Regions from separate parts of the Mus musculus genome. Here region 1 is linked to region 2. Evidence: chromatin contacts called from public Hi-C data. All regions are on one chromosome and are shown on one strand. The core of a region is the stretch at or near the end of the contact, and the rest is flanking DNA. Distances in the headings are between cores, read along the strand shown.

Evidence for each region. Hi-C and Micro-C count contacts between places; a contact is called where the count stands out from the background.
Region 1: a Hi-C map of the N1E-115 cell line shows a contact between it and region 2, with 26 times the contacts expected there. The contact joins two enhancer-like sites. A contact is called at or near these places in 1 of 39 promoter capture datasets (the HPC-7 cell line) and 10 of 484 Hi-C or Micro-C datasets (the HPC-7 cell line, the N1E-115 cell line, brown adipocytes and 7 more).

What each region holds. Positions count from the first base shown.
Region 1 is chr16:23,830,933-23,834,967 of GRCm38.p6, reverse strand. All of the region lies in intron 1 of Gm31430 (a long non-coding RNA gene), which reads left to right. Among named protein-coding and RNA genes, the nearest start is that of Gm31430, 14 kb to the left of the region's middle. Within about 2 kb of position 1,752, at least 5 of the 459 cell types and tissues checked have an H3K27ac peak or open chromatin away from gene starts, as enhancers often do. A contact at or near this core is called in the N1E-115 cell line, where this site is marked.
Region 2 is chr16:23,549,766-23,553,851 of GRCm38.p6, reverse strand. It overlaps a transcript of Rtp4 not described here. Among named protein-coding and RNA genes, the nearest start is that of Masp1, 31 kb to the right of the region's middle. Within about 2 kb of position 2,496, at least 16 of the 459 cell types and tissues checked have an H3K27ac peak or open chromatin away from gene starts, as enhancers often do. A contact at or near this core is called in the N1E-115 cell line, where this site is marked.

The sequences.
Region 1 (4,035 bases), core at 503-3,002, 280 kb before region 2:
AATTACAAGCTTACCCCACCACAGTAGCACAGCCAGTTTGAGAACAGCTCTCTCCCTCTCCCTCTCCCTCTCCCTCTCCCTCTCCCTCTCCCTCTCCCTCTCCCTCTCCCTCTCCCTCTCCCTCTCCCTCTCCCTCTCCCTCTCCCTCTCCCTCTCCCTCTCCCTCTCCCTCTCCCTCTCCCTCTCCCTCTCCCCCTCTCCCCCTCCCCCTCCCCCTCTCCCCCTCCCCCCTCCCTCTCCCCCTCTCCCTCTCTCCCTCTTCCTCTCTGTCTCCCTCTCCCTCTCCCTCTCCCCCTCCCCCTCCCCCTCTCCCTCCCCCTCTCCCTCTCCCTCTCTTCCCCTTTCTATATCAATGGCAAAAGTTGAGATTTCAGTGTTGGGTTTTCCACCTTTAAAAATCCTTTACAGGGTGTGGGTGTGGACTTAGGTAAGCCATTAACCAAGCCTCTTAGTTCTGTCTTCTGAGTGTCAGGGCAATCAAGTGCTTTTCAGTTTCTCCCAGGGATGCAGGGAAGCTTCAGTCCTACCCATAATGCACTTGAGGCACTGTGCAGAGCAAACTGCATTCAATGCTCTCCACCTCTTTCCTTCAACGTGGTCAACCTTTGGATTGCTTTCCTCCTTCCAGATGACATTTTCATCGTGGAAAAACACAACTCTCAGGTTACCAGTCACCTCAACCCTAAAGATCGTGGCTTGTGCTTGTGCAAAGAAAATCATCTGGTTTTATCTCTAAAAATATCCGAGGAGCTGGCTATCTAGAGGTTGAAAGTGTGTGGCCAAATGTGTGGATGTGACTCTTGGGGAGTTGTGACCCATCTCTGTCAGTGGCAAAGGGAGGACTAGGTTGCAGCCTGGGAAGCTGCCAGGTCTAAGATCCCATCAGCAGCAGCCAGCAGGGAGAGAGAGATTCCCTTTGACAGAGAAGCAAATGATGTGGAAAGTCTTAGTTCTTCCTGGAGCAGAACAGTTACAGTGTTGACTTTAGTCCCTCTAACCATTCAGGTTTGTTGACTTGTCAATTATTTCTTCCTTCCTTTTCTTTGTTTGCTCTGTCATAATGGACTGATTAGACGTGAGGGTTGTCAACAAATACACAGGGTGCTGTGCCTGCCTAGAGGGAAGGTGAGGCAGCATGCCAAGAGAGGCTTAATGCAGGGGTGTGGGCCAAGGCTCTTAGAGTTCATTTCATGTGGGCGTTTCTTCTGGAGCAGTATGAGCCCTTCTTGTCATTTCTGATACCAGTCTCTGGAGGGCAGAGTAAGGCAGCATGAGGCAATTGGGGACTACTTCTCTCAGTCACATGGCCAGGCCATTTGTCATCATTATGCCTCAAACATTTCATCTACAAAATAGGAAAAGAGATGTTGCAAATTGGAGCAAGGCTACTGAAATGTTTCCCAAAGGGTCCTCCATACATGGATACCATTAACTGAGCAACTGCTACATTCCAGACACTGTGGTATGTTGCAGGAACCTAGCAATGAAAATAATAAGGATTCAGGTCACCGGGCTCTTTACAGTCTTACATGTACAGTGCATAGCAATAGAAGGGGTTCTCCAGAGGTGCCTATGTCATGCAGAAGTGGACGGTGCTAACATTCTTCCTTATGGCCTCTAGGAAAGATGACATTTGAACACAGACCTGAAGGGAGTGAGACAGGTCTGGGAGCTTTCCAAAGGAAGGGAGTTCCTAAATGCAGCCAACAAGAGCTGCTCTGGAGGCTGTGCACAAAGAAGCTTGATGGGGGAGGGGCTGTCTACACACATGGCTTTTGTCATACGATCCTTGACTCCAGTAACCCAGCACTTCAGAAAGGCATAAGTTGCCTTTCTGTGTTGTCATCTCTCTAGTGTCTATCCTACATGAACCATTTCCAAGGTCATGTGTGGAAGGACAGGATGTGTTTTTTAAAAAGGCCAAATTGGTATTGTAGTCTCTGAGCCCCCATTTAAAAAAAGAAACCAAAACAGAGCTTCTGTCAAATTGCCAAGTGTCTTTTTATTTTTTTCTTCAGAACATCCTGAGTGTATCCTCCACCATGACAGGATGTTCTTTCTTCCTTTGCTTTTCTTTTGGTTGTACCGGGCTGGCAGCACTGCGTCCCTAGTGTAAAATGTACGCTTTCACTGACATTTCAGAAATGGCTCTGGGTGCTTTAGATGAACAGCTCTCTAGATGTGCACGAAGCTTCAATTATTCTGCCTAAGAAAATAACTTTTCAGAAATGCTTTTCAGCAGTGGGAGGCCTCGGCTAAGACAGGTGGAAGAGTTAATGAGCAGAATTGATAATGACAGGTCGGAAAATTGATTGTCAGTCAAGACATGACAGGCAAGTCAGCAGGGAGATGGAAGATAGAGCTGTTACAGATGGACTGCAGTATGGAGAAGTGCCGTAGCTACCAGCGTAAATTGATACCTACCTGAGGCTGAGGGATGGAGCTCAGAGGCACATTGTCTTAGTCACTATTCTATTGCTGTGAAGAGACACCATGACCAAGGCAACTCTTATAAAAGAAAGCATTAAACAGAGACTCGCTTACACTTTCACAGGTTTAGTTCATTATCATTATGGCAGGGAGCATGGTAACATGCATGGCTCTGCAGAAGTAACCGAGAGCTACATCCTCATCCACAGAGAAAGAGAGAGAGAGAGAGAGAGAGAGAGAGAGAGAGAGAGAGAGAGAGAGAGAGAGAGAGAGAGAGAGAGAGAGAGAGAGAGGAGAGAGAGAAGAGACAGAGAGAGAGAGAGAGAGAGAAGAGGAGAGAGAGAGACTATAGGGCCATTCTTATTCAAACTATCACACACCATAATGTAGGATTTAAAAGGCCGAGGGAGGGATTTACAATTTCATTGCTTCTAAGTTACCTTTTGTTTTTCAACTTCAAAGGGATGGTAGTGTCAGCAAGGTTTCACTGAACCTCCATCACCTGCTTAGCTCAGGATGGTGCTGGGAATTTCTATCTTTGACATGGCTGGTAACAAATATCTAGTTTTGGCGTCTCAGTATTGCTGCGTTTAAAAAGAATTTATGGCTGAAGGGTCCTACGGAAACATAGTCTATGCCATGGGAGAGAGGTGCCTCTGTTTACTTTAACTCCTACAAGGACTGGGTGGATTAGAATCTTGGGCTGTATCCTAAGTTGGGGACTTCTGTTATTTCATGTTGACAAGAGGCTTATTAGTCTATGTGAAGCAGTTGTGATTTGTTCAGTTCATAAGTGTTTTATTTAGTATAGCCATGAGAGAGCTTCTTGTTCTGTCTAAAACGCAATGACAGTGACACTTTGGCCAAGGATGACTATATTCCAAAATGTGTAGAAAAATTAGGCAATTGAATTTGATGGCATCAGATTACAGTAAACAGAGATGGAGTACTACTTAAAACAAACCTGACTTTCTGTCTATGGGACTCAGACAAGGTATGTGCTGTGGATGCCAGGGAAGGAGCTTAACAGATATGAGTGGGTATCTGAGCCAGTTCTCTTGTTTCCAGTTCTTGGGTCAGAAGATCATTTCTGTGGAGGGCAAATGCAGTGGTTAGGAAGGCCATTCTCAAGTCTATCAAAATTTACATACTTCTCTTAAATGTATTCATCCACTGTTACTTTTGGGGACCCCAGTATTCTTGCTGGACTATTAAAAAATCACAATTCTATTTTGTCTCACCAACAAGTTAGGGTTATAGAAGACATATTTTTTAAAATGTAGTAGCATAATAAAAAAAAAGGCACTGGGTGTCTCTGCTATTTACTATGACACTGCCAAGACCCTCTGAGTTTCGGTTTATTGCTTTGTACAGTGAAAAAACATATGCCTGCCCTTCTTTCCTGGTAAAATCTTTGTCAAGTCCAATGGAAGAGATAAGGAAAAGGAGAAACACTATGTAGTTGCAGCACATTAGATTCAGAGCTAGAAAGAAAAACAAGTCTGCTGTTTTGATCATACAGATGAGGAATCAGAGGCTTAAGAAAACCCATGCTCTAGATGAGAATTTTTCAACCTTCCCGAGCCCTTCATACAGGTTTTCTTG
Region 2 (4,086 bases), core at 1,247-3,746:
GGAGCCCTTTGTGCAGGAGGATTCCTGGCCACTGAGGCATGCCCAAAAGGGGGCACTTTTCTTGAAACAGAAAAGGGGTTAAGAATGGGAACTATAAATTTGGGGTCTCCCAGGGCCTGACACTATTTTCATCTCAATGATGAAAGTTCAGGAATGGATGAAGCAGCATGAGCCAAAGAAAACCTCATCTAGGTTGGCGGGGAGGGGCTCAGCACACTGTAGAAAGGAGCGTGTGCAGTGTGGAAGCCTGACTAGTGTACCCAGGAGACTCCAGACAGTCCAGGGACTGCCAGGAGAGAGACAGGGCCTCAGCTGGTGTCAAAAGGATGGCCCTCTGACCTCTCACTAGGGAGCTGTGCTACAGTTTTCAACAGGCTGGAGGCTGTCGCTAGCAAAGTGCAGTCAAGACTATTGGGTTCATAATAGCACCATCATCCCTTCCCCGTTTACCTTCTTTAAAACCTGGTATTCACATTTCAAACTAGAAATGTGGGTGACCTAGGAAGATCTGGGAGGCTTCTGTGGGCAGATGGCACCAGTGGCATCACGAAGGGCAGCTGTGTCAGAACACAAGCATCCACCTACCTCTCAGAAAGGGAGCCATCTAGGTCCGTCTCTCAGTCCAATCAAGGGAAGAAGAGGGGACTGAGCCATGGGGGAAGGCAGAGTTTTCTAAAGGTGTCACTGGGGACCCCCCACCATTCTTCATTGAAAGCAGTAGTTGAAACAGCCCAAGAAAACCAAATGCTCTGAAGGACCCACACTAGTCAATCTTCACACTTGAAGGGAGGCATCTGACCCTCGGACTGTTCTTCAGTGAAAATGGAGTAGCTCCTATCTGAAGGGACTCCGGTGTGAGAATGACAAGCTGGCCAGGTGGACTGCCCATGCAGGGGGAGAGGCTCACGCCAAGTCTAGAGACTTGGTTTCCCAGGTTGAAACTGCCACTGAGTCTTTCTTGACAAGTCACATCACCTCTCCATGTCACAGTCTCTTCATCAACAAAGTAGCACAATGGTTCTCTAACCTCTTCAGGTCATAATTCAGTTTATTTTGACAACAGGATAGAGCTTTAAATGGAAGAACATACCTTGCAAGCTAGCAGGTTGCAATGAATGGCCCATAAATTACCGTTGCCGTAGTCTAACGCTGTCTGAAAGTGTCTTGAGTGACACAGTTATAGCAGCTAAGATGTGCTGCATAACAAGTCACGCATCCTTTAATTGGTCACTTATGGCTTTTTCCAAGTCAGCTGGGTGATTCTGTCCAACTCTGAGTAGAACTTGGCCAACCCTGACTTTACATCTATACATGGTCAACTTGCAGGTTTCTGGTAACTCTGGTCAGCTCTCTCCCACACACCCCTGATATCTGTCCAGCAGCCTGGCTCAGCCCTGGTGGCAGAGACCCAAGGGAGACAACGGCCGCTCTGAAAGCTTTTGCTGGGACTGAGTTTGATGATGATCTGGCACAAGCTTGCCAGTCAGACCTGAAGTGTCCCGTGGAGGCCTGGGAAACTATCGTGTTTCCTACACAGTTGCTACTAGGGAATGAGTATAGGAATGAACGCTAAGAAGGCTAGGAAATCAACACACAGCAAACACTTGAACTGGGCAGGAGGGATTCAAGAGGAAAAAGGCTTAGTCATACATTAGCTAGAACTTGTCCCAGACAGCCTGGGCCTGAGTGACCAGGAAGATAAGATCTGGTGACCATATTATGCAGCCAGGTAGGGCACTGGTGTCAGAGATGCTGAGGCAGCAGGATACCAGATGGCTGGAGGAGGTGAAGGACCCAGAGCTCGTACTGTGCTTCTATTGCTCAAACACCCATCTTTCAAATTCAATCCCACATTGCATAGCTGATTTTCCAACTTACTTTCCCCATTTTAGAATTAAGTTCTCTTTCCCAATGTCCTAATTAATCAATTGTGTTAAAGAAAACAAATAATCTGTAGGGTACTTAAAAAGAAACTGAAGGGCTGGTGAGATGGCTCAGTGGTTAAGAGCACTGACTGCTCTTCCGGAGGTCATGAGTTCAGATCCCAGCAACTGCATGGTTGGCTCACAACCATCCTTAATGAGAAACAAATTTAATTAATTAATTAACTAATTAATTAATAACCTATGGGTGGGAGTGAGCGGGGTAGGAGCAAGCAGGGCCGGAGCGAAAGGAAAGGGGGGTGGGAGGAGGGAAAAAAAAGAAACTGAGTAAGACAAAAAAGAAGAGTTATTATTCCCATTTCATACTTGAGGCCAGTCCTGTGCTTAGTAAATGGCAGCCAGAACCAAACAGAGGCTCCTATTTCCAAGGTCATTGCTCCGTCCTTTGGTCTATACTGATTCTGGCTCTGGGTGCAGGGAATCCCTCAGGCATGCATGTATGGAGCAGCAATATGAAACAGAGAGGAGCAGGCACCGTGCCTGGAGCATCCTGGCAGAGGGAGTCATAAGACAGACAGCGTTGCATAGCTGACAAGAAGCTGCACCCTTCCGGTGCAGGCTGGGTACCACTCCATGAGGCAGCTGCTGGCTAAAGATTATGACGCTGCAGCACAGCTTCAAGCTTCAGCATCTTTTCAGGGCTGGCAGCCTCCTAGGAATGCTCGATTAAAATCGGCGACCTCCTGGGTACCACCGAGGCAACGGTGGGACTCTTCACCTCCGCAGCTTCTCCTTAGACAGCGCAGTCTACTCTCGTTACAAACGGGGAAGCTGCCGAGGCGCGTAGCTATCACAGTGTGACTGTCAAATATTAGGTATTTACAGCTGAGAGAAATCATATGTGGCTACACAATGTGTCTCAGGAGCTACTAAAAGAGCATGGTAATACAGAACATTCTGGAAGGGAGAGTCTGTGACATTCACCGGATTGTCAGAGAGGGTTCTCAAACCCAGACTGACAATAGTTTACAATTCCTTTTCCATGTCCTACCCTTGCTCTGAGCCCAGGAAGAGGGGACATTTATTTGTACTAAGCCATGCCGCTTCTTGCCATCCATATCCGTCCTCTAGAACAAGGGGTACGCAAGAGATCCCACTAGGACCAGCTCAGAACATTTCCTTGCCTGTGTCCCGGATATGAAGTCTGAGCCAAAGCCGCTGGGAGTACAGAGACAACCTCTAAACCTTTTGAAAGTGTGGAAGGGGCTGATTTTTAAATTTGCATATTCAAAGACAACTAATGAATAGCTTCATTGCATCCTTCAAAATGAGTATTTTCTCAAAATCTCTGAATTGCCTTCTTTAGAGATTAGGTGCTACACCCGTGGCACTTGGGAACGCATAGACAAGCCCTGCTTTGTGCCGAAGGAAATCCTCTAGTGTCACCTGGTGGCCACAACATGTCACTGCACCCTTCACAACAGATTTGTGCCAGTTCTTTTTTTTTTTTTTTTTTTTTAGGGGATTTAAAAAAATTTTTTTATTAGATATTTTCTTCATTTACATTTCAAATGGTATCCCAAAAGTCCCCTATACCTTCCCCCCACCCTGCTCCCCTACCCACTCACTCCCACTTCTTGCCCCTGGTGTTCCCCTGTACTGGGGTATATAAAGTTTGCAAGACCAAGGGGCCTCTCTTCCCAATGATGGCCGACTAGGCCATCTTCTGCTACATCTGCAGCTGGAGACACGAGCTCTGGGGGTACTGATTAGTTCATATTGTTGTTTCACCTATAGGGTTGCAGACTCCTTCAGCTCTTGGGTATTTTCTCTAGCTCCTCCATTGGGGGCCCTGTGTTCCATCCTATAGATGACTGTGAGCATCCACTTCTGTATTTGCCAGGCACTGGCATAGCCTCACAAGAGACAGCTATATCAGGGTCCCTTCAGCAAAATCTTGCTATCATATGCAATAGTGTCTGCGTTTGGTGGCTAATTATGGGATGGACCCCTTGGTGTGACACTAAGGAAGTGAAAGATCTGTATGACAAGAACTTCAAGTCTCTGAAGAAAGAAATTGAAGATCTCAGAAAATGGAAAGATCTCCCATGCTCACGGATTGGCAGGATTAATATAGTAAAAGAAAATGGCTATCCTGCCTAACACAATCTACAGATTCAATGCAACCCCATCGAAATTCCAA